2 separate regions of the Mus musculus genome follow, and region 2 is linked to region 1. The links are chromatin contacts, called in public Hi-C maps. All regions are on one chromosome and are shown on one strand. Each heading gives the region's core, a stretch centred on a gene start, on an enhancer-like site or on the middle of the called end of the contact. The rest is flanking DNA. Distances are from core to core; before and after follow the strand shown. Region 1 overlaps Sorcs2 (sortilin-related VPS10 domain containing receptor 2). Region 2 overlaps Sorcs2 (sortilin-related VPS10 domain containing receptor 2).

Region 1 (3,933 bases), core at 480-2,979:
GTGGCTGGGGAACAGAGAACAGGGCAAGAGCCAGTCGCCATTTAGAAAACCAATGGCATCCCCAGAGCTTAATGACAGAGCATGTCATGGGTTGAGGGGTAGCTCCCTCGAAGAGATATTCACGTCCTGAACCCCATAAATTACCAGGGGTCTTTACAGAGGTGGCTCAGTTAAGATTCTCGAGATGAGATGTCCCAAATTGTCTGCTCAGACCCTAAATCCAGCAGCCACTGTCTTTAGAAGGAATACACAGCGAGACAGCCATGTGGAGGCAGAGGCAGGGGGGCTGACTCAATAACTCAGCTGGTAAAGTGTCCACTGTGCAAGCGGGAGAACCCGAGTTCAATGCCTGGAACCCACGGAAACAATGCAGACACTGGGGTACACACTTCTAGAGCTGGGGAAGTGGAGTCAGGAGTATCCTGGGGTTTGCTGATCAGCCTGCTTAGCCCGCTGGGCCAGCTCCAGGCCAGTGAGAGATTCTGCCTTAAAAACAAGACGGCAACAAAAGCGACTGTCTCCAAAGGAACGGCACTGAGGATTGACCTTTGGCTGCCACAGGCACGTGTGCACGGAGGCACGCACACCTGCACACTGTGTCCACATGCACCTGGGCAGTATTGTCACATGCGTATCAACACACAGCAGCAAGGTCTCAGTGACACAGCCACCAGGGGCTGGCAGGGACACGATGACCTCCTTTCCCAGTCTTCAGGGGAAACACTGCCCTGTAACGCCATGGTTTGAACCCTGGAGAGTCCCTGGCTGTTGTTTTAAGTTCCCCAGTTGTGGTCATTTGTCCCAGTAGCACAGTAGCCACTGTGCCCAGAGTTTTAAGGATGGACAGAGTGTGCTGACTCTAGCTTGAATGAGGAAGCCTTAGGTAGGCCCTGTGAGCCCAGAGAAAAATGAGATAGGAGACTTCAATTCCCTGGTGCCAGCCAGCAGGTCCTAAGATGCGGATGTCTCTCCCAACCTAGGGTACTGTTCACAGATCCAAGTCTGGCAGAGGATGCAGAGAGAAGGTGCTGGTGATGGGTCAAGGAAGCCCGTGAGGGAGAGGCTGCTGACGTGAGGCCCATTAAACACAGAACAATTAAAAATGCATTCAGCTTCGATTTCCCAGAGCCATTTTCAGAATGTAAATACCAGACCTGTCATTAAAAATGTATTTATTGTGATTACACAGGAGAATTCTTGGGAGGATCGGTGTGCATTCAGTAAGTGTGTATTTAATAACCCCGCTTAATACGTGTTCTCCAGACACTGGCACCTGAACCATACATTCCATGGGCCTCAAGTGCAGACAGCACGTAGGCAGCACCCAGAAAAGCACAAACAGTGTGTTCTCATCCTCTCGGTACCCTTTGCCCTGTCCCAGTGTGGGGAGAAATACAAGAGCAGATGACATTCCAAAGAGAAAAATATGATCAGAGCAGCATGGAAACTGTTCCTCGCCAGGACTCGAAAGGATGCTGGAATACTGACAAATGGGTAAGGCTTAGATGAAATGTCATACTAGTGCTGTGAGCATCGGATGCTCCCCAGGTGGGAGCTGGGAGCACTGGACCCTCCCCAGGAGGCCAAGGCCTGGAAGAATCAGCTCAAAGGCCCGTAAGCAGCCAGGAAAGTAATGGCTGGGCAGGCCTCACAGTATGCAGAGTGGAAGCCTGGTTTATGAGCAACAGAGAAAGGAATGCAAAACTTCAGCTCCAGGCTTCTCAGACTGTTAACTCTGTGCAAGCACATCAGCACAGAAAAAGCAACATAGAAACCCAGAGAGTCGCTGCACCCGCGGAGGAGATGGGGGAAGTTTCTGGAAATGACTAATGCTTCTGGATGCATTTTTAATCGAGCCGAGGAAACGTCTGGGTGGAGAGACAGTGACGAGATGAGAAAAATTAAGATCTGTTGCTTCGCTTTGGGGGAAATCCAAATTTAGACATACCGTGCTCGGGGATGTTCTGTGAGCCACCTCATCCCATCCCGCCACCTCCCTCTCCTCCATTTGACCAGCCTCACACAGAGGATCTGTGAAGAAAGTCTCCCTGGCCCAGGGTTCTAACAGGGTGCTTTGGCCTCTGGGACTCCCTATTGGCTTCTGAAGAATTTAGAGCCTGTCACTCAGGAGTCCTGACCCCAGGTAGCCTTCTCTGTCTTCCATATTCCACGAGGTCCCAGTTAGGTCTCAAACCCAGGGCAAATGGCTGTGGTGCCTATTTAACACATCAAAGTAGACACTGGCCTCCAGGTTCTTCCTACAACCCCTCAGTCCCTTTGTACCTTTGGGCCTCCTGGTTGCTACACCTAGTAGCAACTATTCCCTTCCCCCTTTCCCCACAGGGAATAGTTCAGTCTGGTCACGCCCACTCTGGACTCTCCCAGATGCCCCCTGCCTCTAACTCTTCCCTTTATCTGCAATAAACGTGCTCTTCCAAAGTTCCTTAGAGAACTAATATTCCTTTTCATTTCTGTTTTATTCATTTATTTATTTCATTTAGTCACCAGCACCTACGTCTAGGAAACACCTTGCAAAAGCCTGACTGCCCCAGGGAAGCAGCTCGACCCAAACACCAGACACCATTCTAGACAGTCCCACTTCGTGCACCTTTAGCCAGGCTGAGAAGCCACCGTGAGTGGAGGAAGCTGGCATTCTGGAAATTTTTAGGGAAGGTATCTAAGGGGGTAGTTAACAGAGAAGCCCGGTTGCCGGTGTCTAAAGTCTGGGGTAGCCGAGGATTTTTGTTTACTGCACACGAGGAATGGCGGCTAACTCTGCTCATGTAGCACAAGGAGACTGTCAACATAGCAGGAAGGTGAACATGTCTCTATGCACTTGCTGTCCCAGGTGATGCCCCTAAGCCAAACTTCTAGTGAAGCTAAGAGCTCCTAGGATTTTATGTCTTATCCATCTGTGCATTTTAGATGTGTAGACATGTATGTGTGCTATGGCACATGTGTGGAAGTCAGAGGACAACCTGCAGGAGTCAGTTCTCTCCTTCTACTGTGTAGGTTCCAGGGATTGAACTCGGGTTGTCAGGCTTGCTGGCAAATATCTTTACTCACTGAGCTACCTCACTGGCCCACCACTGGAATTTAATGCCTCCTTCATTCTGTAGCCTCCGTCCCCCTCCTCAAGGGGCCTCAAGAGCCAGAGCAGCAGGACACATTGGGAGCATCAGAGCCACCTCAGGAGAGCTGAGCCCACACAGGAACACGGCCCATGGCTGGCTGCTTTTCTCAGTATTGTCAGGAGACGAGTTCCTGGCTAAGGGAGTTAGCCCTTAGCTAAGTTAGGGAAGCAATAACAAAAACCCAAGGGGTTTTAAGTACCACAGTGACCTGGGCAGTTGACCCCAAGGAACACTGTCATCACAGAAAAAAAAAAAAAATCCACCTCCAGGCACCTTCTGAACACTCTCCTAACAGGCCACAGAGATAAGAAAGGTAGGATGTCAAACCCCACTAATAGGAGCCAAACCAAAACTGAAGAGAATCCCCACGACCCAGAGGTGCAAGTGGCTCATCCTGTAAGTCATCCTAATGAGCCAGGCACAGGGATGCAGGCCTGGTCCAGCACTCTGGAGACAGGGGCAGGAAATTGCTTGATAAGTTTCCAGGCTAGCCTGGGATACAGAATGAGACCCTATCTCGAACAAACAAACGGTCCCAACTGGCAGGTATTTTTCAAATCCAAATTGAAATGAATTAATCACTACTGGAAAAACACACAGAGAAGACAAAATGATCCCACACCAAGAATAACTGGAGGGGCGAGATTCTCATGGGAGGAACGATACCCTTCCCCCAGAGCCAAAGAGGCCTCATGCTCCGAGCAGAGCTGAGGATGATAATGGCCAAAATGGGCTCTGCAGCCTCCTCCTCCTCCCTCCTCTCAGACATCAAAGACAGTCTGATGTCCTTGGGTCCAAT
Region 2 (3,933 bases), core at 1,006-3,505, 95 kb after region 1:
CTGCACGTAGACCCAAGTGACTCTATGTGACCCTGATGCCAAGTTATTTCTGATTGGCAAATAAAGATGCCAACAGCCAATAGATGAGAAGAAGAGATCTAGGTGGGGCTTAGGTTTCCCAGGCTCGGAGTCAGAAGAGAACCACAAGGAAGAGAAGGTGAAAAGGTAAGGAGAAGCTCCCATGGGTTAGGTGAGCCATAAAAAACATGGCCCTGAGGGCTGGCCAATTGCAGTTAAGAGCAGCCCAGATGAAATATAATAAGTAATAACTCGGGGTTATAGATAGAAAATAGATTCTAATAGCATAGGGTATAGATATGTGCCCATCTCTTGTGCTATTTAAGGCATATTGTAAATATAAAGGGTGTGTGTGCCTTTTATCCAGAAGCTGAATTAAAGGCGGGGTAGGAACCCCAGATTGTGATTAAATAAATTTCAACAACAGAAAGGCCATAGCTCTCCTCTCTCCCTGAGTGCAGCTGAACACACACTCCATGGGGACAGGGCTCTCCTCCTGTGATAGCTGCTGTGTTTCTGGTGTCTGGCACAGTTGCCACTAAGCAGACACTTGTGGTGTGAACAAGTACCCTGAGTGAGGGGCTATCTCTGGGCTGTGTGATGAAATGAGGAGAAGGCCCAGAGAACTCTGATTCGGAGAGAGAAGGGCTTGGTCCCTCAGACCAACTAACCCTTCAGACAGGGGAGAGGTCAACTCAGGAGGGAAGATGGAATGAAGGAGACGCCACTAAGGCTGCAGGCAGGGCATGGGGAAGAGGCCCCACCTTGCCTGGTGATCTTGCAGAGGCCTCAGCCAAAGCTGGCAACCTGGCTACTACAAAGGGAGATTGAAGTGGCCTGGTAACGGGCTGGCTAAGGAATGAGATGGCCCACTGGCCACAGTGATATTAATATTGACAGTGTCAGGGAATCGACATCCAGGGCCTGGCACGATATACCTACAGCCTGTGTCCGTTGCTTCATCTGCAAAGCGGACGTAGTATATCAATGTCAATCCCTGTCCTGTGAGTCAGTGTGTACACTGTGTTAGGATGGAGCTTTGGTGGAGCTGATGGTCCTCAGAGCTCTTCCAGGGCAGGGCCACTGCCAGTTCTCTGGGCTTTGGGAAAGCGCTGAGACTCTGGAACAAAGATCTCCCATACATAGAGGTAACGGTCTCAGAGCACCCCAGCTTCCTAGCCCCGGGTTCTGATGAAAGCCTGCTACCACCTATCTCTCCCTCAGACAATGCCTTCCTAGTCCCCCTCCCCCTGTAGTAACACTGCCCTTAGGGGTCCCAGGACTCACTAGGTGCCCACTGATGGCAATCTTCTACTTTGCCTCCTAGTCGTTCCTTGGCCAGTGGGGGGCAGCCCATCCCCTCTGACTTACCAGCCCCCCAACAAGAAAAACCTGTCTCACCAGGTCCCTCTCCAAGTGTAGAGGGCCTGGAGTAGGCACCTACCCCCACCCCACGCCCAAACACGTGCACGCGCGCACATACACATGCACGCGTGGGCACTTCTATCAGGGTAAAAAAAGGAGAGGATTCTGCCTAGGCTGGGTTCCATGGGTTCTGGAAGGGACACCTACATGCCAGACTGGATGAAGGTGGAGGTGCCAGGCCTGGAGTATGGGGAGCATAAATGCCTATAGGTAGGTAACTTCCAGGTCCATCTGAACCCCCAGACTGAGGTGTGTAGTGAGGGCACAAACTGCCTGGCAGACCCCAGAGTGCCGCTGTATTGGGATAGAGACAGCACCAGGGTGAATGCAATGTTCAGACCCAAGACCTGAGCAGCTTCCACATACAGCTCTGAGAAGGAAAAACAGCAGAAGCCAGCACAGGCAGATCCCAGATCTCAAGACGCTCTGCTCTTAGCCTGGGCACCGAGATAGAGCTGGCCTCTGTCCTCGGCTTTAGAAGGAAAAGAAATAAGGTCCCAGGCAGAAGGTCTCTTGGGTCAGTTCATGCTGCTGTCTCTGAGACAGGAAGCTCTGGAGGTGAACTCTGTTGGAGAAATTAAGGCAAGCAGGAGCAGACAGGGGTCCAGCACTCGACCACTGCTCACCTGATGGGCAACACAGCTCTCTCCGAGGACCTGCAGAGACCACTTGGAGACACTCCTCAGAACTCTAGTAGCTGCTCGTTCCCATCTGCACTCTAACAAGGTGGCCACCACTGAGGACAAGAGCCAGCAAGAACAACTGTGAAGGCCTGACTCCACCCACGGCTTTGTGAATTCCTACACACTCTCCCCCACTTCCCGCCACTCCGGGCTTCCCATGCCCAGGACCACACACAGCGGTTTCTAGCTGGGCTCAGGCTAATGCAGCCTGAGCCAGGTCGTGACATTTAGTAGATTCAAGGCCTTCTTCCCTAGGATGGGGCCAGCTTGAGACTAGAATCAGAGCAGCCAATGTTCTCCCCACATCCTTGTCCTCCACTCTCGGCCGGCCTTGTGGCACCTGGCTTCAACCCTGCACATGTGTCCTGGCTTTTAGGCCTAGCCCAAATCTGAACTGCTAATCTGGCAGACGGTAACAAAAAGCTCCCAGCATCTTCCAGAAACATCTGCCCTGGCTCTCAATTTCAAATCATGCCAACCTCTGAAATCATCTCAGAGTCTGGAGTAAGATCCCAGGAGAGACCAGGCCAACCCTCCCACTCTCTTGCTACTGGCCCCGCCCTCCTCATTCATCTTTCCTGGCTGAACACAGTGGGGGCTCTCTTGTAGCCATCAGCACCACAGCCCCATCCTGAGGTCCAGGGCCTTGCATGCTTACAGGTGGATGCCAGCCTGCACAAGCAAGACCCATCCCTCTTGTGTCCTCCCCTGTGATGACACTGGGCACACTCAGGTCACACAACCTAAAGAGATGTATTTGGGTCCTGGAAGCCAGCTTAGGTCACAGGACCCAGAATTCCAGAATTCTGGGAATTTAGAAGGGAGATGCCAGCGTCAAATAGCTTAACTGCTTGGCCCCCACAGACTTTCTGACCTTCCCTGTGGGTCATGGCCAGAGGAAGGACTGAGCTGGACTTCTGAAGTGGGGGGAAGGGCAGAGTGTGACAGAAGGAACACAAAGTAGCATTCAGACTAGGGGCACGGCTGCGTCCTGATGACAGACTGGTAGAGGTTGCATGGTTTCCTTCCCAGTTTGGCTTGGTGGTGAAGGGGTATTTGATGATTCCTCCTGGGACCAGTGTGCCCTTCAAGGGAAGGTGGCACACTGCACATAGAATCCCCAATATCACCACCTACCACAGAGCAGGAGCCTGGGGAAAGATATGATTATCTCAGGGAGGTAAAATGGTCCCCAGGCATCCAAAGAGGCATGATTTCAGCTAGTCTTGGGACAGGACAATGAGTATTGGTGTCTCAGAATTTAAGGACTTGGAAGATCCCTGGGGAACAATGATACTGGTTTCTAGACAAGGAGGGTTACGAGGCCTGTTTCTATGGCTCAGTGGCCAGGCCAGGCAGGTGGACTTTAGCTGAGGGACAATGGGAAATAGACACCCTGATCCTTCTTTTCCCCAATGGTCAGTGACTATGAAGTTACAGAGAATAAGGAGGAAGCCCCTGCCCATTGCAGGGGGTCCCCAGCCTCCTGGGAAGTTCTCTGTGCATTCCCTTGGTGACAGGGATTGGGGGGGTTGGTTGGTCAGTGTTTGTAATCCTTATCCCATGAGTCTTAGGGGTTTGAGCAACTGTGATTCCCATTTGAGGGGAACACTGAAGCTTAGAGAGACTTGGTCACTGCCCAAAATCTAGGCTTGTGGCTATTCCCTGGTCCTCCAGTGGACTCAGCTGGGTGTCCTTGATGAGGAAAGGCACTGGGAAGGAAACTGGGAGTCTTACAAAGTTCCAGGGTTCCCCCAAACCTACCAGGTCCAACCCAAAGGCCTTTGGAAAAAGAGGGGCAGAGTTG

Evidence for each region. Hi-C and Micro-C count contacts between places; a contact is called where the count stands out from the background.
Region 2: a Hi-C map of uterus shows a contact between it and region 1, with 4 times the contacts expected there. The contact joins two enhancer-like sites. A contact is called at or near these places in 6 of 484 Hi-C or Micro-C datasets (cortical neurons, embryonic fibroblasts, trophoblast stem cells and 1 more), 1 of 115 datasets of contacts at active chromatin or transcription factors (neural progenitor cells) and 1 of 9 other capture datasets (embryonic stem cells).

The regions. Positions count from the first base shown.
Region 1 is chr5:36,224,727-36,228,659 of GRCm38.p6, forward strand. The region is part of intron 2 of Sorcs2 (sortilin-related VPS10 domain containing receptor 2); the gene reads right to left. Among named protein-coding and RNA genes, the nearest start is that of Psapl1, 23 kb to the left of the region's middle. Within about 2 kb of position 1,730, at least 72 of the 459 cell types and tissues checked have an H3K27ac peak or open chromatin away from gene starts, as enhancers often do. A contact at or near this core is called in uterus, where this site is marked.
Region 2 is chr5:36,319,461-36,323,393 of GRCm38.p6, forward strand. All of the region lies in intron 1 of Sorcs2 (sortilin-related VPS10 domain containing receptor 2), which reads right to left. Among named protein-coding and RNA genes, the nearest start is that of Mir7689, 20 kb to the left of the region's middle. Within about 2 kb of position 2,256, at least 25 of the 459 cell types and tissues checked have an H3K27ac peak or open chromatin away from gene starts, as enhancers often do. A contact at or near this core is called in uterus, where this site is marked.